Linked DNA regions of Sus scrofa: region 1 is linked to region 2. The links are chromatin contacts, called in public Hi-C maps. All regions are on one chromosome and are shown on one strand. The core of a region is the stretch at or near the end of the contact, and the rest is flanking DNA. Distances in the headings are between cores, read along the strand shown.

Evidence for each region. A called contact is a pair of places that touch in the nucleus more often than the background predicts.
Region 1: a Hi-C map of embryonic fibroblasts shows a contact between it and region 2, with 2.6 times the contacts expected there. The contact joins the promoter of RPN2 here to the enhancer-like site in region 2. A contact is called at or near these places in 3 of 47 Hi-C or Micro-C datasets (embryonic fibroblasts, epiblast stem cells and skeletal muscle) and 1 of 2 datasets of contacts at active chromatin or transcription factors (alveolar macrophages).

What each region holds. Positions count from the first base shown.
Region 1 is chr17:40,318,449-40,324,164 of Sscrofa11.1, reverse strand. It overlaps RPN2 (ribophorin II), which reads right to left and starts at 1,508. Exons shown (of 17, transcript NM_213941.1): 1 at 1,463-1,508. The coding sequence starts at 1,475.
Region 2 is chr17:40,217,036-40,222,096 of Sscrofa11.1, reverse strand. It overlaps RBL1 (retinoblastoma-like protein 1), which reads left to right. Exons shown (of 22, transcript XM_021077346.1): 17 at 4,596-4,772. Among named protein-coding and RNA genes, the nearest start is that of SAMHD1, 48 kb to the right of the region's middle. Within about 2 kb of position 1,531, at least 4 of the 83 cell types and tissues checked have an H3K27ac peak or open chromatin away from gene starts, as enhancers often do. A contact at or near this core is called in embryonic fibroblasts and skeletal muscle, where this site is marked.

The DNA of each region.
Region 1 (5,716 bases), core at 259-2,758, 100 kb before region 2:
TTTTATAAAGATGGAAGCCACTGGAAAATCTTGATCAGAGAAGTGATTTGGCTTGCATTTTAACAGGAACTTTGTGTTGAGAGTAGAAAACACTGTGCTGCGACTACAGCAGAGCAAGGACAGAAAAAGGGATACCAGTTGGGAGACTACGGCTATAATCTAAGAAAAAGAGTGGTGGTCTAAGCCAGGATGGCAGCAGTAGAGATGGTAATTAGTGGCCGGAGTCTGGTTGGAATTCAAAGTTAAAGCCGGAATTGCTAGTGGGTAGAAAGATGTAGAAGAGGAATCTATGACACCAATGCTGACTCCCCAGTGCCTTGAATACATGCATGTACTTCATCTATTAAGACCTAGTGAGTGACTATGAGTAACATTTTCCCAGCTAGGCTGTAAATTACTATAACACAGTATTTGCGCCAGAATCCTTTTCTTCCCACCCCGTGTTAATCCTAACAACTGTGGGGGCTAAAATTTGAGCACTTAACATGTGTCCCGTATGCCCATACTGTGCTGAGTATTTTGCACGGATTTAGTCATTAAATCCTCACACTATCTAAGTGAGTGCGATTTACAGACCAAGAAAGGGTCTCAAAAACAGTTATCTGCCCTAAGACTTGTAACTAGCTGAGAAACAAACTGCAGAAACTCTATTATCCTCAACTTCTCAATTTTGGAGAAGTTACTTCCCCTGTGTGGAATTCCATCTTTTCCACTTGTCAATAGTACACATTTCCCAAGTTGTGTGGCTGGACTACCTGAGATTCCATCCCGCACAGTGCCCACGCATTAGCTAGCAATATAGTTAGGTTTCCTGGCTGCTTACTTAGTGCCACGCACTGTTCTACGCTATGTAGAAAGACTATCTCATTCATTACACACAGGAATGCATGAGGCAGATAATGTGGCCAATCTATTTTACAAATGAGAAACTGAGATGCAGAGGAGTTAAGCAAACAGCGCAGCAGGGGAATACGTGGCAGACTAAGTTTGCAACTGGATACTCCAACTTCAGAACTCATGCTCTAAGCTCCTAAAAAGAGGTGAGTGATTGTCTTGCCCCTATCTTTAAAAAAACTACTGTCCAAAGAAAGAAGAATTAGCCAAAATCTCACTCTTAGGCCGCCTGGCCCGGATGCCCGCGCGAGTCAAATGAATGAGCAAAGCCAGACCCAGGGTTATCCGCGGCTGTGGTATCCGGCTGGGCCTCTGGGGGACCCGTAGACCCGCGCCGCACCCACCCCCACCGTCTCCTCCGCTCGCTGGCAGTTCCACCCGCTGGACAGCCCTCCGTCAGACCCCCGACCCCAAGAGACCCCAAGCCCATGCCCCTGTCCCACAGGGGAAGGGGGACCCGCCCGGCCGGCTCCCGAGTGGCAAGCACTAGCCTGCCGCGGGCGACGGCCCACTCGCCGAGGCGTGCGGTCCCCGGGACCCCGTTATCGAACCATGCGCAACGCCTCACCCGGCGGCGCCATTCCTCCGAGCAGGTCCCACTAGGGCCCGAGCCGCAGGCGGACTTCCGCTCGGGAAAGTGGCTCCAAGAGCGCGCCGGAGGGGACGCCCGGGACTCGCAACAGACTCCGCGTGCTGGGATGGGCTCTAAGCACAGGTCAGTCCACGCTGTCCCGCGGAACCGGGCCTCTCCTAGGAGCCGCGGCCAGAATGCCAGTCCTTCGGCGCACAGGGCACCGCGGTCTTCGCGTACAGGCCCGCTTCCCCCCTCGCTGTGGCCCACTTGGAACCGTCCGCTTCTCAACGCCCGATTCTGGGCACCACTGGCACGCGGTTGGACGCGGCGTCTGGGGTGGGCCCGAGACGGGGCCTGCTGTGATTGGCCGATTACACTGTCACTCAGGCGTCTGTCTGCAGCCCGGCGGATTTTAAAGGAATGGGAAGGGTTCGGTGGAGTAGGAAGAGTAGTATTCGAGGCTTTTGCTGGTAGTTTGTTTGTTCGTTTGCTTTTAATTAGAAAATTATGGCGATTTTCTCCAAAGGTTGTTTTGGTTTTTAATAACTGACCTATGAATGACGTTTTAATTGATTTGCAAAGCATTTGGGTGAGGAGCATACTAGCCCAAATTTTGCAGATGAATTAAGAGACTCAAAAATGGAAATGACTCATCCAAGAACTCTGTACTAACTCCAGTTTTTGATCGTTTGGGGCATAGCCCGCAGTGTACTAAGCACTCCATGTACTATTTCATCACCATTCTGTGAGGTATGTACAATTAGTATTCCCATTTTGCAGCGAAGGAAACAAAGATTTGAACCTATGCAGTCTGACTCCATAATCTGTGCTTTTAACTATTACGAACATTTATTCACAATGCAGTAACTATTATTAACATTAGTGTCCCAGATATTATTATCCCAAACAGGGGTGAGTCAGTTATTTCTATGTCTGGTACTGTGCTGTTGAATATGGTATACTAGCTATATGTTGATATTTAAATTTGAATTTAAGTTAATTAAAATTTAAAATTCTGTTCCTCAGTTATACTAACCACATTTCAAGCACGCAGTAGCCACATGGGGCTGGTGGAGATCATATTGGACAGCACAGAATTATAGAACATTTCCACCGTCACAGAAAGTTCCCTTGGGCAGTTCTGATCTAGAATACATAAAGTACTCTTCCAACTCAGTATGCGCGAAAGTCTCATATTGGCTTGAGAGTCAGTTGTTAAATTTATCAGAAATTTTGCAAATTGGTTGTTAAATACAGCTATTTAGAAAAGTTGAGGAGGAGTTCCCTTCGTGGCTCAGGGGAAATGACCCCAACTAGTATCCATGAGGATGCGGGTTTGATCCCTGGCTTTGATCAGTGGGTTAAGGTTCTGGTGTTGCCATGAGCTGTGGTGTAGGTCGCAGACGTGGATCGGATCTGGCATTGCTGTGACTGTGGTGCAGGCCAGCAGCTGCAGCTCCGACTCGATCCCTAGCCTAGGAACCTCCATATGCCAAGGGTGCGGCCCTAAAAGGCAAAATACATACATTCATACGTACAAATAAAGTTTAAAAATAAGGAAGATATTTTTAAGGAGTTCCCATCAGGGCTCAGTGGTCAATGAACCCGACTAGCATCCATGAGGACTCTGGTCCAATCCCTGGCCTCGTTCAGTGGGTTAAGGATCTGGAGTTGCCATGAGCTGTGGTGCAGGTTGCAGAAGCGGCTAGGATCCCAAGTTTCTGTGGCTCTGGTGTAGGCCAGTGACTGCAGCTCCAATTGGACCCCTAGCCTGGGAACCTCCATATACCACAGGTGTGGCCCTAAAAAAAAAGAAAAAAATATTTCTAAAAAGCTAAAACAAAGAATTAAAAAAACAGCCAAAGATCCTTGCCCTCATAGAGCTTACATTTTAGTAGAAGGAAATAAATGATAAACAATATCCATAAATAAGTGAATGATTTATTAGAAATTGTTGTGTGCTATTACAAAGACAAGAAGAAGGAAAAGCTAACAGGGTTTGAGAGAGGTGGGGTGGTATTCTACCTCGGTCTCTTTTTAACAGTGTCATAGCATCTCTTACCTATCTATTCATTCCCCATGAGGCTGACAGCATGCTAGGTATTAGGGATACAACTGTGACCATGTAGACAAGTTTCTTCTCTCATGAAGCTTGTAGTCTGATGGGAGACAGTAAATAAACACAAATGAACTTGATAATTGTAAATAATCGTTCAATACAATGAAAAAAAAAAACAAATAAATGTGGAATTGTGAAGGGAGAAGGTACTTAATCCAGACTGGTGATCTATAAATGCCTCTCTGAGAAGATGACATTTAAGTTTTCACTTGAGTGATGAGGCAGAAGCAGTCCTGAAAAAACTAAGTTTTTTAATCCCCTCTTCCTTCCTAGGATCTGTAGTCAGGAAGATGTAGTGATCCCTTGGGCTTCTGATAATGATTCAGGAAGTGTGGATTTGCAGCTGAGCAACCTAGAGGATATTAAAAAAGGCCCAAGTAGCCTTGAACTTATAGGTCAAAAGGGGAAAGGATAAAAAGGGAGGAGGGGGGAGGGGAAAAGGAATCTTTTTTCAGGCCAAGTTGCAGGGTGACTGGCCCTTGACTAGACTTTGACAATGAATTTGGTCCCTGACTTTAAGACTTTGGAATATGATTGGCAGAATGAGATAAGATATGTTATTATAGACATATAGGAAACTAAACTTAGTCCTGAGATGGATAGTCTCAAAGACTTGCACAGAGTCTAAGCTCTAGAAGGATTCTGAGAAGGGAAGGGAAGGGTAGGAGTGGGTAGAAGCTGGATTGGGCTACTAAATAACTATCTTTCATTTACAGCATTTATTGAGTACCAGTTACTGGGCATACAACAATGAGCAAGACCATCATGGTCCCTGCCCTCAGTATGATTTATGTTATACTACTGAAAAGGGCCAAAAAAGTTAATGGACAATAAATAAAGTAATTACAAGTTATAGTAAACACTACGAAAGAATTGGACAAGGGGCTGAGACAAAAAATAGGGGAGATGGGAACCTACTTTAAACCATGGTTGTCAGAGAACACCTCTCTGAGATGGTGCTGCTTAAAGCTAAAGAGGGCCTCAAGGACATAAAAAAGAAGTAAGGGGAAGAGCATTCCAGGTGGGTGGAACAGCATATGCATGAGATGGCAACTACATTCATTCATTTGACAAATATTATTGAAGCTCTGTTATGCTTTAAACACTGATCTAGCTGTAGAACAAACACCATGCACTTACAAACAAATGCTTGGAACTCAGCCTGAACTGAGTTCACAATGTGTGTGACTAGGGGTTGGGGAGGGGAGTAGGGAGCAAATACAGAGAGGTTAATAAGCAGCTAGGAAGGTACTTAGCCAAAATGGGCAAAGAGGGGATTCAGGAAAGGGATCCTGGAGCTGAGCCCTGATGGATGAACAGGAGTTAGCTAGACAGAGAGAGGCAAGGGAAGGTGGGGGAGAGGAAACAGGCTGAAGGAAAGCCTGTGCAAAGATCAGAGGTGAAGGAGAACATGGCTTCCAGTGGGTGGCAAGAGGCTATTCAGGAAACCAAGATGAGTGCTGAAGAAGAATGGGAGAAACCTTCAGATGATATGTGTGTTAGGGAGAAACTGGGAAAAGTATCTGCCCAGTAGGAATAAGGGATGTAGTGTTGGAAAATGGGGGAGGCGAGGATGTAAAGCTACATGAAGAGGAAAATGATGCTGCCGTAATGATCGCCACTCAGCCAAGGAATAAGACAATTGGAGCTAGCTCTGTATCATCCAAATGAGGTAGGTTCTGTTATCACCACCGTTTGGGAAATGTGGAGTAGGCCCAGAGAAGGTAAGGTCACACACGGTCAGAATCTCAGAAAGAGACAGAACAAGGATCTGAGCCAAAGGAGACTGTGGAGCCTGTGCCGTTAATCAGAGTATATCACGGGTCTGAAAGAAGATAGCTGAGGCACTTGCTCTGCACCCTGGTCCAGTGGGAAGAGATGGGCACCAGGGGCCGCTGTATTTTAAGCTCTTGTCACCACAGGGTACAAAACTTTTTTTGCCTATGCCTGCGGCATGTGGAAGTTCAGAGGCCAGAGATCAAAGCCCTGCCATGGCAGCAACCTGAGCTGCTGCAATGACAATGCCAGATCCTTAACCCACTGTGCCACAAGGGAACACCAAAGGCCTTTGAATTTGAATAATAATATCTACCATTTAAGTACTTACCATGGGCCGTGTTCTGGGATAA
Region 2 (5,061 bases), core at 282-2,781:
ACCCTTGACAAAAGTCATTCATCACCATATATGGGAAGGTTTATTTCTAGGCTCTCTATTCTATTCATTGGTTTCTTCATGCCAGTACTGTACAGTTTTGATTACTGTGACTTTATAGTAAGTTTTGAAATCAGAAAATGTGAGGCCTCCAATTTTGTTCTTTTTCAAGATTGTTTTGGCTATTCAGAGTCCCTTGACATTCCATAGGAGTTTTAGGATGGATTTTTTTTTTCTATTTCTGCAGAAAAAATCATTGGGATTTTGATAGGAAATATATCAAATCTATAATTCCTCTGAATAGTGTTGATATGTTAACAATATTAAGTCTTTCAGTCTAAAATGTGGACTGTCTTTCCATTTATTTGTGTTTTCTTTCATTTCTTTCAGCGTTTCAGTTTTCAGTGTACAAATTTTTGCCTTCTTAGTTAAATTTATTCCCAAGTATTTTATTTTTCATGATATTGTCAATGGAGTCATTTTCTTAATTTCATTTTTGGATTGTCTATTGTTCTTGTTTGTTTCATTTTGTTTTATGGCCGAACCCATGGCATATGGAAGTTTTCAGGCCAGGGACTGAGTCTAAGCCACAGCTGTGATGTATGCCACAGCTGTGGCAATACCAGATCCTTTAACCCACTCAGTTGGGCTGGGGATTAAACCTGAGCTTCTGGAGTAACCCGAGCTGCTGCAGTCAGATTCAGTTCCTGCACTACAGCAGGAACACCTAGATTATCCATTGTTAATGGTATAGGAATAAAAGCAATTTTGTGTGTGTTGATTTTATATCCCACAACTTTGCTTGATTCATTTGGTATTTCTGCCATTTTTTATGGACTCCAGGGTTTTTTGGTTTTCCACACAGAGATAATTTTACTACTTTTCTAATGTGAATGCCTTTTATTTCTTTTTCTTGCCTAATTGCTCTGACTAGAACTTCCAGTAGTATGTTGAATAGCAATGCTAAAATTGAGCTTGCTTGTCTTACTCCTGATTTAAGAGGAAAAGCTTAAATTGTTTCACATTGAGTATGATGTTAGCTATGGATTTTTCACATATGATATTTATTATGTTGAACTAGTTTCTATTCCTGGTTTGTTTTTATAATAAAAGGATATTGAACTTTGTCAAATGCTTTTTTTTTTTCTGCATCAGTTCTGAGATGACTATATTTTTTTCTTTATTCTGTTAATTTAGTTACACTGGTTGATTTTCATATGTTAAACTATCCTTTCATTCCAGGAATAAATCTTACTTGGTCATGATGTATGATCTTTTTAACGTATACTGTTATACTCGGTTGCTAGGTTTTTTTAATATTTTGTGGAGGAATATCATCAATATTCATAACAGATATTGGTCTGTAGTTATAGTGTCTTTATCTAGCTTTGGTATCAGGTAGTATACCTTTAGCCTTTTTTAAAAAACATGTTTGACCTCTTCTTAAAAGAACATTATGATCTTGATGAGCTGTGTTTGGACTGACTCATAGGGCTTGATTCCATGTCCTGATGTAACTTATGTTTCCTGCCAGCTTGTTTCACATAACTTCAAGTAAGCAGTTGGCCATCTGCTGGAATTTACAGGAACTCCTTTGTGTTATATTGCTTTGGATTGGAGTTTTTGTGGGACTGGTACATCCTAGACCTTATAGACAAGTTTAAATTACTGAAGATTCATTAAGATTGGTGGGGATATTGTGGGGAGTCTACATAATTTTTATCATAAATCCAGTATCTTTTTAAGATTTGACCAGTTCTCATGATAATCCCTAAATTATTTTAGGTTTTTGTTTTTGTTTTGTTTTGTTTTGTTGGTTGTTTGGGGTTTTTTTGGCTGTGCCTATGACATGCAGAAATTCACAGACCATGGATCAAACCCAAGCCACAGCAGTGATAATGCCAAACCCTTAACTGTTAGGCTACCAGGGAGCTACTAGATTATTTTAGTATTAATGCAACGATCTAAAAGGAATGGTTTCAACTTATCCTCCTTATCTTTTACAAGTACTATAAACTTTCTGATAAGACAAGTGTTATTCAGATATTTGTAACCAAACATGATACTTCTCTAAAATAAATCCAGGGAGTTTCCGTCGTGGCGCAGTGGTTAACGAATCCGACTAGGAACCATGAGGTTGCGGGTTTGGTCCCTGCCCTTGCTCAGTGGGTTAATGATCCGGCGTTGCCGTGAGCTGTGGTGTAGGTTGCAGACGCGGCTCGGATCCCGCGTTGCTGTGGCTCTGGCGTAGGCCGGTGGCTACAGCTCCGATTCAACCCCTAGCCTGGGAACCTCCATATGCCGCGGGAGCGGCCCAAGAAATAGCAAAAAGACAAAAAAAAATAAATAAATAAAATAAAATAAATCCAGAATTGGAAGACCCCTCTCCAGTCTATCCCATAACTAGTGGCTATCTAACCTATACTTGAAAATTGTAAATGAAAAAGGAGGTATTTTTTTTTCTAGTATTGTGATTAAGGTTTAAGATTTAAAATTTTAAAGAAATTTATTTTTTTGTTTTTTTTTTCAAATTATCTCGATGCAAATTTAAGTGTATCTCTGCTAGTCTTTCTTATAATAATTCTTGAGACACTTACTCTTTTTTCTCCCTCCCACTGCCTTCTCTACTATGTCCCACCATTCCGATTCTTACCCACCTTTTATGCCTAAGGCCTGTTTCAAAAACAGAGTCCCAAAGGTGGTATTTTCCCCACTCATTCCTTATTTTTAATTTTCAAAATGACAAATTGCTGCCTTTGGTAATGAATCTAAGACTGACAAAAATAAGGCATTTATGAATTTTTAAATTCTGAATTTTAAATTTCAGAATCTAGCTTGTCCTTTACCTTCCATTTAATTATAGCCTACTTGATATAGATTAAAAGCTAGAAAAATTTTATCCTAAAAGGGAATTTAAATGTCCATATATATAATGAATTCAAAATAACCATTTCTTAAGTAAATTGCAGCTGTTATCCATGCTGAACTCAGTGTGATGCTGGTGTCCAATGCCTGAATAGAATTTACTGTGATTTTGCTAGAATCAGAAGTCTTCCAGAATATGTCTCTTTAAGGCCTTAACTTTGGATTACTTTATAAGATACTTAAGAAATATTACTCAATTACATATTACTTTTAATCTTTCTAGTTAGGACTCACTGAATCTGTTATCTTCTACTGTCATGAATATAAAGTTCCGTCATGTTTCCTATTTCCCTGACTCCAAGGGTTCCTGTTTATCTCTTAGCCAGCTAGACCAGAAACAAAGGGATGGGATGAAGAAAGTGAGTTTGTTATAGAATGAATCACTGGCAGCTTTAGAGTCAACCCTTATCTCTCTATCAGATTAGTGTATTGAATAGCTAAAATTCATTTTTAAGCTTTAATTTGTGAAATTTTTTTCCCTGTCAAAAGATATGTGGCTGTGAAGAATGCCTTACTCTTTTTCATTTTTTTTGCCCTGACCATTTACATTTGAAGACTTAGTTCAAATAGTATAGTCTGGTTTAGAAATACCACAGTAGCATTACCAGTTCTTGAAATAATGAAGCATAATGCTTTTTGGATGATCAGAAATCATTTTAGAATCTTTCAGGACCTTTATTTGCATTAACATCAGTTCATATAAAGACTCTATATGAAAGGTTCAAGGCATTGAACTGAATTTACTTTGACATACTTAAAAACAATAACTTGACAGAGAAAGACAAATACTATATGATCTCTTTTATATGTAGAATCTGAAAAACAAAAACAAGTTCATAGATACAAAGAACAGGATATTGGTTGCCAGGGGCGGGGAGTGGGCAGAATAGGTGAAAAACAAGTAAATCGTTGGGTATAATGTATAGCATGATGACTATAGTTAGTAATACTATATTGTGTATTTGGAAGTTCTAAAAGAGTAGATCTGAGAGTTCTCAAGAAAAAAATTTTTGCAACTGTGTGTGATGATGGGCATTAACTAGACTTATTGTGATCTTTTCACAGCATATATAAATGTTACGTCAGATTGTACACGAGAAACTAATATAATGTTGTATATCAGTCATACCTCAATAAATAGCAACAGCAACAAAACCTGGCTTCTCATTTACTTACCATTCCTCTTGTGTGCTCATAAAAACAATGTAGAATATAGGGGACATTTTTAAAATGGTTTTGTTTGCTGATTCATTTTTGGAGCCATTTTAGAGCATTATGTGACATCTTAGGCTTTCTAGCTATTTTACCTAAACCAAAAAGAGAGACTTATAAGCATTTGAAAAATTGTGTATTCATAATGGTAATGATGCTAGTAAATCCTGCATTTTAATTTTAGTGTTCTCACTTCACATACTTGATAGTATATAATAGCACATAACACCTTTTCCAAAAAAATGTTTAAGGTAGTTTTCCAAAGAGAATTTTGTTTTAATTTATAGTCTTCTGCCATAGCAGTGAACTAACACTATAAAACAGATTTTTTTTTATAATTTAATGCATCACTAGCCTTAGGTTTATTAATCTTGGCCCGAAAGCCCATGTTCACAGTAAGACATAAATTCGAGAAGTTATTTGTGATTTTTTTTGCATCAATGTGCTATCTTCCATCTTAGGTCTATCATTTGGCAAGTGTACGCTTACGTGATTTATGTTTAAAACTGGATGTTTCAAATGAGTTAAGAAGAAAGATATGGACATGTTTTGAATTCACTTTAGTTCACTGCCCTGATCTGATGAAAGACAGACATTTGGATCAGCTCCTCCTTTGTGCCTTTTACATCATGGCAAAGGTAATGCATAAGTTGAGGGAAGCTATCTGCTCTAGTTGCCTGTATTTGAAGCATGAAGTGAAAATCTGTTGCATTTAGTCATCAGATCAGCTAAAGTGCTATAAGCCAACAGTGCCTACCATTGTTAATTATGTGGTAACTTCTAGCTCTGTAGCTATTCTCTAGACTCCATTTAGTTTTTGTTTGTTTGGGTTTTTTTTTCTTCCCGGTTAGTGTTTTATAATCAGCTTTCTCACTGCATAAGAATTCATTGGTTGTAAAGAAGTTGGAAATGGTCTTTAGAAACCAT